2 separate regions of the Arabidopsis thaliana genome follow, and region 1 is linked to region 2. Evidence: chromatin contacts called from public capture Hi-C data. All regions are on one chromosome and are shown on one strand. The core of a region is the stretch at or near the end of the contact, and the rest is flanking DNA. Distances in the headings are between cores, read along the strand shown. Region 1 holds the start of AT1G58070 (WEB family protein). Region 2 holds the start of VIM1 (Zinc finger (C3HC4-type RING finger) family protein).

Region 1 (6,355 bases), core at 3,177-5,676, 85 kb after region 2:
AACCTTTATTTTTCTTCCTATGTGGTAAACTTTCAATTAATACTGATGCTCTTCTTAACAGTCAAAATGTTTTCAACAAATAAATACCAAAACTCTGATGCAAAAATAAATGTTGTAGAGTTACCACAGTTGATTTCTAGTCCCAAAATTCCTGGACTAGTGAGAAATTGTTTCAAATAGGACATGCCAATATCAACATAAATAGAAGGGGGGGTAATAAACCAGGTACTGAGACAAAATAAATGAGATCACCTTGTTTCCAGATCAAAACTAGAGAAGCATAAGGCTCCGTAATTGCAAAGTGGACAGGTAAATCAGAAAAAAGTTTATGAAGAGCAAATGCTGCAACTTTGTTTTGTGCATCCTGTCACACACAAGAGCAGAAGGTTTTAGTGCACTGAATATGTGGTCAACATAAATCATTTCCAAAACATTGAGCAACGTTGTTAACCAAACAATAGTGCACTAAAGCTTCAAACTAGCTGTCCTACTTCATTTTCCTCAGAACCTTGCAATCAAGGAATTAAACTGGAACTTTCTTGGGAGAAGATATATTCCTAACTACATTTAGTCACGAGACCCTAACCAGATACATTTTCGCAAAAGAATATCAAATGTTAAAACATGGATCAAAGGAGTACCTCGATGGATTCAAAATTCTCATCTTTAGGAGGAAGTTGGAGAGTTACCAGACCACCGGCTTGTCTGTTTTTACCCCTCCCACTGGCTTTGCGCAGAATACTTACAGTATATGAGAAATTTCTTCCTTCACCGGTTTCTTTATTGAACTTTGGTGCTTCCCACCCTGATCTTTGACACAATTGATGGAGAAATGCTTTTGGGATCTTTTGCGCCTCACCCTGTAAATTTTTCTATGTTAAATAGATAGTCGAACAAAAGAAGCCGGCCAGCAATAAGCTTACAGAAAAAAAAAAAACGAAGAAAAGGGAGCTGGGAAATAACCAAGCTTACACGTTAAAGCTAAAGAAAATTCCATATCTATTACGGATGCTTAGAACTCACTTTACTTGATCATTATAGCGTGTGTGACAAAATGAAAAATTAAGAAGCAGGTATATGCGCAATAAATGCATAGAGCACCTTCTACTTGTAATAGCATTTTGAAAGTTACGTATCCTAGAATCTTGTTTGATGAGCAGTTACCTTCTTCCAGATACCATCTAGTTTCCCCAGATTTTTCTCACTACGTAGTTCTCTCATCTTTTCCTCCTTCTGCAATTCCAGGAGTTCATGGGGTGAAATTTCAGAAGGCGGAATTTCTTCAAAGAATGTATCGCCAAGTTCCACGTCCTCTGAATCTTCATCTGATGCAACAAAATCTTGTCCCGAGGAACTTGAGGGAAGAGCTTTAGTTTGAATTTCCTCAGACTCATAGCTCTCAGCAGGATTGGTATTCAAGGTCAAATTATCTAACATCTGAACAGAGACATCGTCAGCATCAACTGACTCATGAAGGTTATCGGAAATGGGACAGGTTGATTCTTGTTCTGTAGCACTTTCAAAAGCATGTTCACGCTGAAATTCAGATTCCAACATTGCTTCTGATAACCCTGTAAAACAAACTCAAATATCTCATGACATGCTGCACCAAGTTAAATGATTGACTGATTCATTACTAAAGATTAAACTTAACCAAGATCAGATATCTCTTGCTTGAGCTTGCGAATGGCTAGGCCTGCTTGCTCCTGTCCTCTTTTATCACGCTTCTCCTTTGCTTTTATAGCATCTGATCTTGCCGAATAGTATTCTTTGGCAATCACATCGAATGGCCTTGGACCAGAGACCTAGTATGATTTTTGAAATCAAGATATCACAGCAGAGAGAGACATAAAACCAGGAAAACAAGACCAATATGGTATTGTACAACTAATTTGACTGAAGTTTGCAATTTCACATAATCATCATAAACAAATGAAGAAAAGTTCCACTTCTACCAAATGGGAAAGAAAATATATTGATAGCAGGTAGCCACAAAGACTCCAAAAATTGAACCAAATATCTTACTAAACCTCTGCCATAATGGATACGCTTAAGGTAATCCTTTTTTCAGAAAAAACAACAATTCATTAAACAAATTCAAGAGCTTCCAGATATTCATAGTTCTGTAAAGGTCTAAAAAACATGAGGAATATTTACCCTTGAGCAACATGCATGAAAGCTAATATACAAGGACATTGCAAAAGTGTAACCACATAAACATCCATCTTGGAACTGGTCTCACTAAGTAGTCTACCATATTCCATTTTGTTTCGATAATGGAAACAAGCTGAATTACCTTATTTCTGGGGTCAATACCATCTACTTCATCTTCCCAACATTCCAATTCTTCCTGCAAATTTAATTCAATGAGAAAATTCATCCATGAACTAAATTTTGCTTTGAATTGCGCTTCCGGATCATTTTTCTAACTCTGCTTAAGACGTTGTGGCTAGAACCAAAATGTATGAAGCTTTCACAAAGTGATTAATCATTAAAGCATTCTATATGAGTACCTCTTCCTGTCTCATCATATACTGCCGAATCCAATCAGCTTGAGATGACTTGTCAGAACTAAGAGTATCTTCTTCATCTTGCTTTCCCTTCACACGAACAAAAACTGCAGGTTCCTCTTCCTCTACCCTGACTGAAGAGTCAGTAGAATCATTCCAATCGTCCCGTGAGGTCGATATCACACCCACAGAACCTCCTACAACCCCAATAGGAAGGTACAGGCATCAATACACGAGAAGTACAATCATTTACGTGAAGGCAATGTTATGTACATACCTGTGGAAGGAAAACGAGAAGCTCCAGTAGAAAACTTCACAGGCAACTCATGACTCGGCAAATTCAAACAAAGCCAATCAAGTGCAGCCTCAAACGTAGCTCCATCCTTAAACACAAACATACACATTGTATCAGGAATAGCTTGAAGAAGCTAAACATTTTTCAAAATGAAATCGAAATTAAATTCAAACAAAGGCGAGAGAGTTATACTCTAAGAGAGGAGAGAGCGAGTTCAATCTGATCATCAACGAAACCTTCGCAAGAGAGCTTCTCATAGACATTATTGAGTTTCTTTGTCTTTTGAGCTTTGGAGAGAGAATTACTGATTGGAGCTGGAATCGAAGGACCGGAGCGGCCAGAGTTGAGTAAGAGCCGCCGCAAACGATCCTCGTTCTCCGCTGATATCTGAAGCTTAGGACCTGAAGAAGGTTTCTGATAATTCGATTTCGACGATGAAGAAGACGAAGCAGCTTTGTTGCTTTGCTTCTGAGGTTTCTTCTTCGGAGCCATTCTCTTCCGACTAGCCTCCTCTCGTCTCGTCCGATCAAAAAAACGGAACCTGAAAGTCGGAGAAGAATATTAAATTTTGGGCCTCATGAGCTTTATTCTTAAAGCCCAAATGTTGTTATTTGTTTATTTTCTCCCAAATATTGTTCCTCTTTGCCGACCAAAATCCAACCGAACTATCTTTTTATACCGAATTTTGAGAAACCGAATCCGAACCAAACTAATCAACCAAAATTCACTAAAAAGGTCAAAAACCCCAATGTATTTCTATAAAAAAAAATATAGAGAAAAAAAAATAAATATATTAACATGTATATAATAAGTTGTTGTTGTTGTTTTTTTTTCCCAAATCCGAAGCTGATATTCAGTTTTGAATAAACTCAGTTTTCAAAATTTAAAAACTAATCCAATGTTATTTAATCATGGATTTTTAAAACATTTCAAGTAATTTGTGTTAAAATATCAAATCCTCTGTTATTCAATCATTGATTTTAAAATTTCTAATGAAATCCAATATTTATTGAACTAGTGATTTGAAAATCTACTTTAAAATCTCATGTTATTGAAAACATTTTAAGGATTGGATTTTTAGTAATTTTAAGAGACTTTAGTGAATTTTAGTGGATTCCTTAGTTTAAATACAAAAATTTAAATCTCATAGTTTTGTTTTTTTGTAGGCAAATCTCATAGTTTTAAGTGGGATTTGAGAGGATTTTGATTTTATATTTGAGTTAATTTGGGTTTTATATGTTTTTTATATAACAAATTGTTGTTTTGTTGGAAACTTTCAGGTGGAGTTAGTTGAGGAGAGGCCTCTGTTTTTTTTATTGTCTTCTTTAGTCTCTTTGGTATTTTGGTTTGTCTTCTCTTGTTTGTGAGATTTTAAACATTGTCTACAAAATGACACTTTTTAAGTTTAAAATTATAATTGGTCATGCAGTTAGAAGTTTATACTTTTAACGAATACTGACGTTGTAAAGAGATTTGGACAAGACTTAAAACTGATTTAAGTAAACAAAAAGTAGTTGGCAAGTCAACTTTTAAGGGACTTGGTATGGTCTTGACTTCACCTTGACACAACAGTCATCTAGTCTCTGCCTATAATATGCTGTAAAAGCAAAGAAACCAAACCGATTCCACCCAACAAACCAGCAATACCAAATACAATACATTCTTCTCTATCTATAGTTCCTCCATGGATATAGAAGAGATGGAAGGAAATAATCAAGTGGAGGAACATCATGTCGACACTTCTCGTCCTTTTAGCTCTGTTAAAGAAGCTGTTGCCATATTTGGCCAACGGATTATGCTACCGGTACAAACTCATACCATGAACTCTAAATCGGCAAGTCCTATTGCTGCTAGTCGTAGCATCAACCAGAACGCTAAACCAAGAAGCCCTGGACTCAGCCAGACCGTTAAATTGGTAATTCCTACTGCTAGTCCTAGCATCAGCCAGACTGCTAAATTGGTAAGTCCTATTGCTAGTCCTAGCATAAGCCAGACCGCTTCTTCATCTTCTTCTCCATGGAAGCAACGCTCCTTGTTGCCCCCTTCTCCTCAAGGTCCAAAAGAAGAGATCATGGATGTGTTGAAGAAGCTTGAAGCCGAGATAACGGAAACAAAGACAGAGGTGAAGATGTTGAAGGAGAGAGAATCAGAGACAGAGGTTGCTTTGGCTACTTTAAACGCAGAGCTACATAAGAACAAGTCAAAGATAGCGAAAGCCGAAGCTGATGCTGCAGGGAAGAGCGCGGCAGCCATGACGAAATCAGTTAGCTTCAAGGACACAAAAGAGAAGGAAAATGGAGAGGACCAGAGGAGGAAAGAGCTGATGAGGAAGATGCAGAAGGAGTATCCTTCATTGGCTCAGATACTTGACAGTAACAAAGGAAACAGAGATGGGTATTTTGCGAACACTAAGAAGACGAAGAAGAAGAAGAAACCTATCATTCCTCTTGTGGGAGATTTCTTCTTCTTCAAGAAGAAAGGTTCTTCGCCTGAAATATCTGGACCTCTTTACACTACCTCTTCCACCCTGCACTTTTAACTGATATACCCAAGATCATGTACCCTGCAAGTGTATATATATGTATATGTATGTATGCACATCAATATTCGTAATATCTATGTATGTATGTGTTTTCGTGTGAGTGTGTTTGTGTGTGAGCGTATTCTTTATTTGTTTGTCTCTTTCTCTCTTTGTTTGGATTTTGAGTCCAAACCATCAGCGTGTGTTCCCCCTCTACTGTAACAATTACCTGTCAACTATCAGATTGTGAATATACAATGTTACTCTACTATTAGCACTGATTAGATACACAATCCAAAGATTAACTTCTATATTCGTAGACAAAGATAAAGTGTGTGATTATACAAAGTTAGGAAGTCAGTACGAAAAAGGCCAAGTGAGCATACCTTTCTAGAGACAGGTAACTCGCAACACCGAGCCCGTGTGAGCAAAAGGAATTGGTTTCTGGAACCAAAACCCCCGCCAGGTTAGCAAAAACACAGAACAACAAGTGATAACTATTAACAAATGAGTTCTGCAAAGATGTATTATTAAAAAAAGGCTTGTTTTTATTGTTCCAACGGGATTAACAACAACGAATAGGATCCATACAGAAAAGAGATGTAAAAATTACAACAGCACGGAGGACGACGACTGCAGCAGAAAAGGGAAAGAAAAAAAAAAAAGAGACACGCAAAGGTACCAAAAAACTCAGAGATTTACACCAAAGAGTCTTCTTAAAACTTGTTCAGCATATGCATCTTCCTTACCAAAGCATTTAAATCCCGAGGTTTCTCAGGAGCTGACCCCATCTTGGAGTATCCTCATCAAAAATGTAGGTCAAAGGTGAAACTAATACCCCACTGCCTCCGGCCTGCAATAACATTTATGAAAATGACCAAACCAAAAGAGGGAACGATAAACACAGATTTATGTGGAACGTGGTTGGTGCAAAAGTAGAAAGAGGATCAATAAGTTTTAAAGATCGGGTGGGAGTAAGATAATTGAGAAAAAAATGGCAGGGATTACTAAGAGAGAAATGGCAGGGAT
Region 2 (6,154 bases), core at 1,592-4,091:
CCTCATGGTATTCGAGTGTGCCGCCTTTATGGCTTTCCTCAAATTTTTCCTCTCCTCAGGAGCCAAAACATTCACTGACTTTTTACTTGCAGGTGGCGGCTTCATCCATTTCCAACAACCCTCACCTTCCTGGTCAAGTAGGCCTATATTATCAGTGGGTCCAGATAAAGAACTGTTAAAACTGAGATGTCTTGGAACTTACATCAAAATCCCATGATGGAGTTTCTTTTCTCTCAAACAGGTCGGTGGCCATATTAAGCTCTGGAATATTAGGGATAGGTCTTGGACGATCTCCATTCTCATCACTGCAAAATATCACATCATTAACTTAAATGGCAACTATATATGGAGAAAAGGCCCACGATTTTAAGAAGTAGACCAAACCTGGTCCATGGAGCTGGCTCATTGTCACATCTAACGAACAGGTAACGACAGACCTTAAAAGAACCCTATGGAAACCAGAAGAATAGGTCAATGCATAAAAAGAACTGTGAAAATTCACATTAATTAGATATGTGTACCTGTACTCCAACTTTGCGCCAGCACTTCTCAATCCTGTAAACCCCATCATATCTCACTCCTTCCTCAGGGGCGTATGCAGAACGCTTCTCCTTGTGAGACCTGATGATCATAAATGGAAAAGGGTAATTGAAGAGTTAGGATCACTAAAGCATGCTCAAAGCTTCAAGTTGAAGAGTAATAAAGACGTTGCATTCAATGGAGTTGTGCTCAAATAACAGCTAACCTGACAACTCGAACAGGATACCCCAATTTGCAGCTGAGTTTTAATGCTGCATTAGACTTCTCAAACTTTTGGTCAAAAGACTGCTCCTTGTTAGTCCTTTTGTTGCCACTGAGATCTCTACCCCCACTGTGTGACACATCCCCACATAATCAGGAGAAAAAGAGACATGTCCATCAGTAAATTGGAGAATAGCTATTTCTATACGCATGAGAGAACTAAAATATACAAAAATATATAAGGAACAATAATAAATCAAGATTATTGATTCGAGACGCATAATAAAGAGTATTGTTTCTATACCCAATCCGTAGAATAAATCAAATGGACCAAAATCTAGGAGTAATGAAAGGCAGACCTTCCTGTGTATAGAAACCATTCTCCATGATCCTCATCATCCTTATAACCTCCAGAGAGTGCTACAGATTGAGCGCCATAAGTAGATTGTCCAGCAATGCCAGCAACATGTGGGAAATGAGCACCCCACTGCCTACACTCGAGTCTGTCCTCCCAGGATTCTCCAACCAAAAGACCTTGGTTCCTGACAGGGTCATTTTCAGCTGGAATAGGACCAAAATGATCTGGTGGTATTGTAACATAAATCTTTCCACTAGCAGCGTTTGCCTTGCCAGTTTTCTTTGCACGCTCGGTTGTAAATGCTTTATCTGGTCGGTCTTGGTTGCTGATGAAATGAAAGACCTTTGAAGTGGTCGCAGCAGCACTTTTAGAGACTTTTGCTAATCGAATGGCAGCAACAAGAGACGAGTTGATACGGGGATTCTTAGCCATTTTTTCAGGAATTATGCTGCGGCATTTACCACAAGTTCTCTTTCCCTGCCCCATCCATTTCTCAAAACATTTTAAGCAAGCGTTGTGCCCACATGGTTTCTGAAAAACAAACACACAAGATTTCCATCAGCCCAAGATAAATAGTCTCCATCTTCATCAATAATCCTTACTTTGAAAAGAGGTACAGTACACACCATATTAAATACTCATAAAAAGCAACGTTTATGGTTTCATAAAATAGATCAACCATCCACATACCAATCCTAACAATTTTCAACAACACAATAGATTACTCAAACTAAATAATCCAACCCAATAACAGGATAACTCAACAACAATGAACTATAAATGTAGGTAACATTGACACATTCTGTCACAAATGGTAAAGATCAATGAAGTCAAAGCCTTTGTAAAACAGTTAAAGGAACCATTTATGATGTCAATAAAGTTTATGCCTTTGTATCACGCAGCTTTAGTGTTCTATGTCACAAGCTCAAATCAGTAAACCAAGTGGATAATAAACAATCACACCCCACTTAAGAAGACACCCTAAATAAGATTCCAGGTTTAACAGATTCACCAAAAGAGATCTATCAACAAAGCATAAGAACAAAGAGAACGAACCGTCACAGGTCTCTCAGGCAACTGCATACAGAAAGAACACATCAAGTTATCTCCAAGAGCAGATAACACATCCAGATTCGGATTCTTCCCTTTCCCCTTCTTCTTCCTCTTCTCTTCTTCATCATCCTCCTCAACACCTTTACCACTCAGTAACCGTTGCCTCATCTTAGCTTTCTCTTCAGTACTCAACGACTCATCAGCCTCAATCGCACGAATCGCAGCTACAAGATCTGACCCAGCAGATTCGAAACCAGTAGCACCGCCGGAAACAGGAAGAGGATCGATTTCGCCGGAGCAATCAGGACAATGCCACTGTAGAGTGGAAGCTAGGGTTTTGGGAGGTGAAGAGAGACAGGACACGTGCCACGGTGTAACGCACGTGCCGCAAGTGAGAGATTCTTCAGGCGGAGGGTTGGATTTGCATCGCATGCATACGCCGTCGCCGTCGCAGGGGAGTTGGATGTCACGCGCCATTTTTGGGGGAAAAAAGATCAGAGAGTGAGAAAATGGTGTTTCCGAGATTTTGAGAGATGGAGAGAGAGGAAGGTTCTAGAGAATTGGGAATAAAAAGAGTGGGAAACGAAATACTGAAGAGGCGGGTGTTTGAAATATTTTGGGAAAGGACGAGAGCGTCTTTGAAATTCAAAACGATACCCAAAAGATTTTTTTGGCTATGTGTTGTCTTGTCACTAGGTTTTTTTTTTTAATATCATCATATCAAGGTCAGAAATATTTTCGGAAATCTGATTATTACATATTTGCCATTGTCGGAATAATATCATTCATTTATTAATTAGGTAATGATTTTTAAAAATTCGGGATTAAAATTGTTCATCTAATTTTATGAAGAATTATTTATTAGTCACTAATTTGATGTTCAACAGAAACTAATATCAACCTTCTTTTTAAAATTTATTATTTTGAAATTGTAAATGGTTTATATCGATTTGCAAAAACTATTTTGATGGTATACAATGTTGCATTACAAGATCTTGGTAAATGGTTCACAACACCGTTTACCAGCAAAATACATATAATATTTTTTTATTTGTTTTTAAAGATTTTAGATAATGAAACATTTCATGTGTTATAAACACGTTATCCGTGATAGCTCTCTTAGTAACAAATGTAGGTAATATACACGGTTATAACGGTTATAACAGTGAATAATGATAACGATAATGGTGACTTGGTAGTGGACATGACTGTGTAATAATATAGGTGATAGCTGTTAGAATAGAATAGAAATACAAGAAAAAAAAAAACACATTAAGAAAAAAAGAAAAAGACAAGAAATCAGATTAAACAAATTCAACATAAATGTACATATATATTAGATTCACAAAATAGAATGATACAAAGTTACAAGTAAAATACAGCTATCTTAAGCACTATTTTACTTGTAATGTCTGACTAATGTCTTGACAAGAGTGCTTAAGTAATATTTCTGGTCCAGTAACCGACGGTAGTAGTGATTGCTGTGTACGGTCAGATGCTGATCATTTGGTAGTTTCCACCATGTTTTCTACCAGTACTTAGAATGATAAAATAATAAACTATGCCGCCAAAACGTATAGAAGAAGAAAGATAACGTGATGGGCAAGTTCTATATTTGGATATGATCGGATCTTATTGGTTTGATGATGCTATTCTCAATTTGATTTTTGTTTTATTTGGACCTTTGGCCTACTTTGAATAATAAATAATATTTATTATAACAGAAGCAAATTTATGACAATAACCCTGCACTTAATTATTCTTATAACTTATTTTTGAAATCAAATTTTACTAGATCGTGCTATGAGTAGCATTTAAAATCAGTATAACAGTACTCGATTTGTAAGAAATTCCTTAGAATATCCCTTGGAGCTGAAGAAATAATCAACATCTTTGTAAGTCAAATATTTATCTCCACACGAGTTTAATTTGTGTTGGCAATTTATGTCTACCACTAATTATGTGATTTTTGTTTGTCCCCTCTTTATGAGACGTGGTGAATAGTGAGCATAATACCTGAAAGTGAACGAGAAACGTCATCAAAAGCGACCAAAATATATAACCAAACGCTCACTTTATTCCTACTGATCAATGTATAACAAAAAAACAAAACCACCACGCTAACTTTTAATTATACTTATATTCATTAATTTTCAATAATTCACTATCTCTAGAAATCGAACCCCAACCTATATATATTGTAAAAGAACTTACACAACTCTTCTAGGTTAGTTTAAAATTCAAATTGATTTGCAATGTAGAATTTTCAACATTAGAGTTTTAGTATGAAGAAGTTTTGAGTACAACTGATTTCGCCTCATTAGTTGATTACAAATCATCATAATAATAACTGACATATCATCATTTAGGTCATATTCTTATTATTTATTCATTAAATACCAATACTATGTGTTCTCAAGCTAGCTTCTTGTTTCTTGCATCTTCCGAAGGTCGTTAAAGTTTATGGTACACACTTTGTACTTGCTATGTATATTATTAACATCGTTTTCAACTATTAAACTGAGCGGATGATATATGTAAGAGTGCGCGACACATTTCATGTAGTTCATGCGAACGTGGTCTTCCAAACATTTATTATAATGTTTTGTGATTTAATTAATAGAAAAAAAAATTAGCGGAGAACACAACGACATACAACCTTACTTATAACTTATAAATAGACTCTCAAGCCTTTATTAATCTTGATTAGAATCCTCTAGTAATCTTGAACATTCTAATCGTTATTTCTGACTAGAAAAACCTAATTTCGAGTCGAACCAAATAAACAACTTCTTTCCTCCCACGGACAACAATTAGGGTTTCAAGTTTTTTCTTGCCATCTCTATAGTATAAACAAATCAGTCTTACAACATGACAATTTCCATGGTGGCCATTTCTCATATCATCCAGCCTTCGCTGATGCAGTTGCAACCTCGAGTGTTCATCAATTTCCGAGGAGAGGACATTCGCTATGGCTTCATCAGCCACCTCGTTGCTGCCTTTGAAGTACACGGAATATATTTCTTCATTGACAAATACGAACAAAGGGGAAATGACCTTACGTACCTCTTCAAAAGGATCGAGGAGTCGAAGATCGTACTAGCAATCTTTTCTGGGAAATATGCACAATCCAAATGGTGCTTGAATGAACTAGCAACGGTGAAGAAACTAGCAGAAGAAAACAAATTAAAAGTTATTCCCATATTCTACAAGGTGAAAGTTGGTGATGTGAGACGTCAGAAGGGAGAATTTGGTCGTAACTTTTGGAATTTGGCAAGAATTTCAAGTGGTGAGGAGATCAAGCAGTGGAAGGAAGCTTTGGAGTTCGTTTCCCACAAGATGGGCTTAGAACTATGCGAAAACAGGTCTTCTACGTGACCTTCAACTCTTTTTATATATTAATCGTGCTATGTTACTTAGGATTATTCTCTTTTAATTTTAGTTAGATTTGTTAAGAACATATAATTAATAGATAGTAAGTATATTATAAATCTATTAAACATTAAAATCTGATTTTATTTCTTTGATCTTGTATTAAGCGAGTCAATAACATTTATTTATACATATTTTATTTAGAAAAAGCAGATATATTTTATTTTGATTCGCTTTGTACTTTAAAATTCTTATAAGTTATAAGATATCACCAAACTTAACACATTTGACATACATATAAATAAACAAAATACATAAATATAATTAATTAGAAATACATTTACTTGAATCCGATATGGTAAGGACCCGTGAAAATCATTTTCATCTGCATTCTTGATGCACTAGGTTGACCATTATTTTGTTTTACTAAGAATATATCTAAATGACATTTTATTTTTGATTGAAATATGTAATGTGTCCAAAATACTCTACATTCACTCGTTTTCACTTGGAAAAATATTTTATTTTATTTTAACAAGAGAAACAAATGTTTTGTCAACTTCTTAATTATGGCATTTTTTATTGACCAAAATGGTAGAAATTCATTCTTATTTCAGTATGACGTATGTT

What was found. Capture Hi-C pulls out chosen DNA fragments and counts their contacts.
Region 1: a contact with region 2 is called in a capture Hi-C map of seedling, with 1.9 times the contacts expected there. A contact is called at or near these places in 2 of 3 other capture datasets (seedling and shoot).

Annotation. Positions count from the first base shown.
Region 1 is chr1:21,498,479-21,504,833 of TAIR10.1, forward strand. AT1G58070 (WEB family protein) reads left to right here and starts at 4,427. Exons shown (of 1, transcript NM_104589.4): 1 at 4,427-5,600. The coding sequence starts at 4,490. The coding sequence ends at 5,344. It overlaps AT1G58060 (RNA helicase family protein), which reads right to left and starts at 3,412. Exons shown (of 34, transcript NM_104588.4): 1 at 2,998-3,412; 2 at 2,788-2,893; 3 at 2,514-2,707; 4 at 2,297-2,350; 5 at 1,655-1,805; 6 at 1,165-1,571; 7 at 642-860; 8 at 253-364. The coding sequence starts at 3,297. It overlaps ATP-PRT1 (ATP phosphoribosyl transferase 1), which reads right to left. Exons shown (of 11, transcript NM_104590.4): 11 at 5,836-6,179. The coding sequence ends at 6,084.
Region 2 is chr1:21,415,274-21,421,427 of TAIR10.1, forward strand. VIM1 (Zinc finger (C3HC4-type RING finger) family protein) reads right to left here and starts at 2,842. Exons shown (of 10, transcript NM_001333806.1): 1 at 2,156-2,842; 2 at 1,101-1,630; 3 at 746-871; 4 at 522-621; 5 at 385-449; 6 at 203-305; 7 at 1-129. The coding sequence starts at 2,629. AT1G57830 (Toll-Interleukin-Resistance (TIR) domain family protein) reads left to right here and starts at 4,971. Exons shown (of 1, transcript NM_104577.2): 1 at 4,971-5,530. The coding sequence starts at 5,024. The coding sequence ends at 5,530.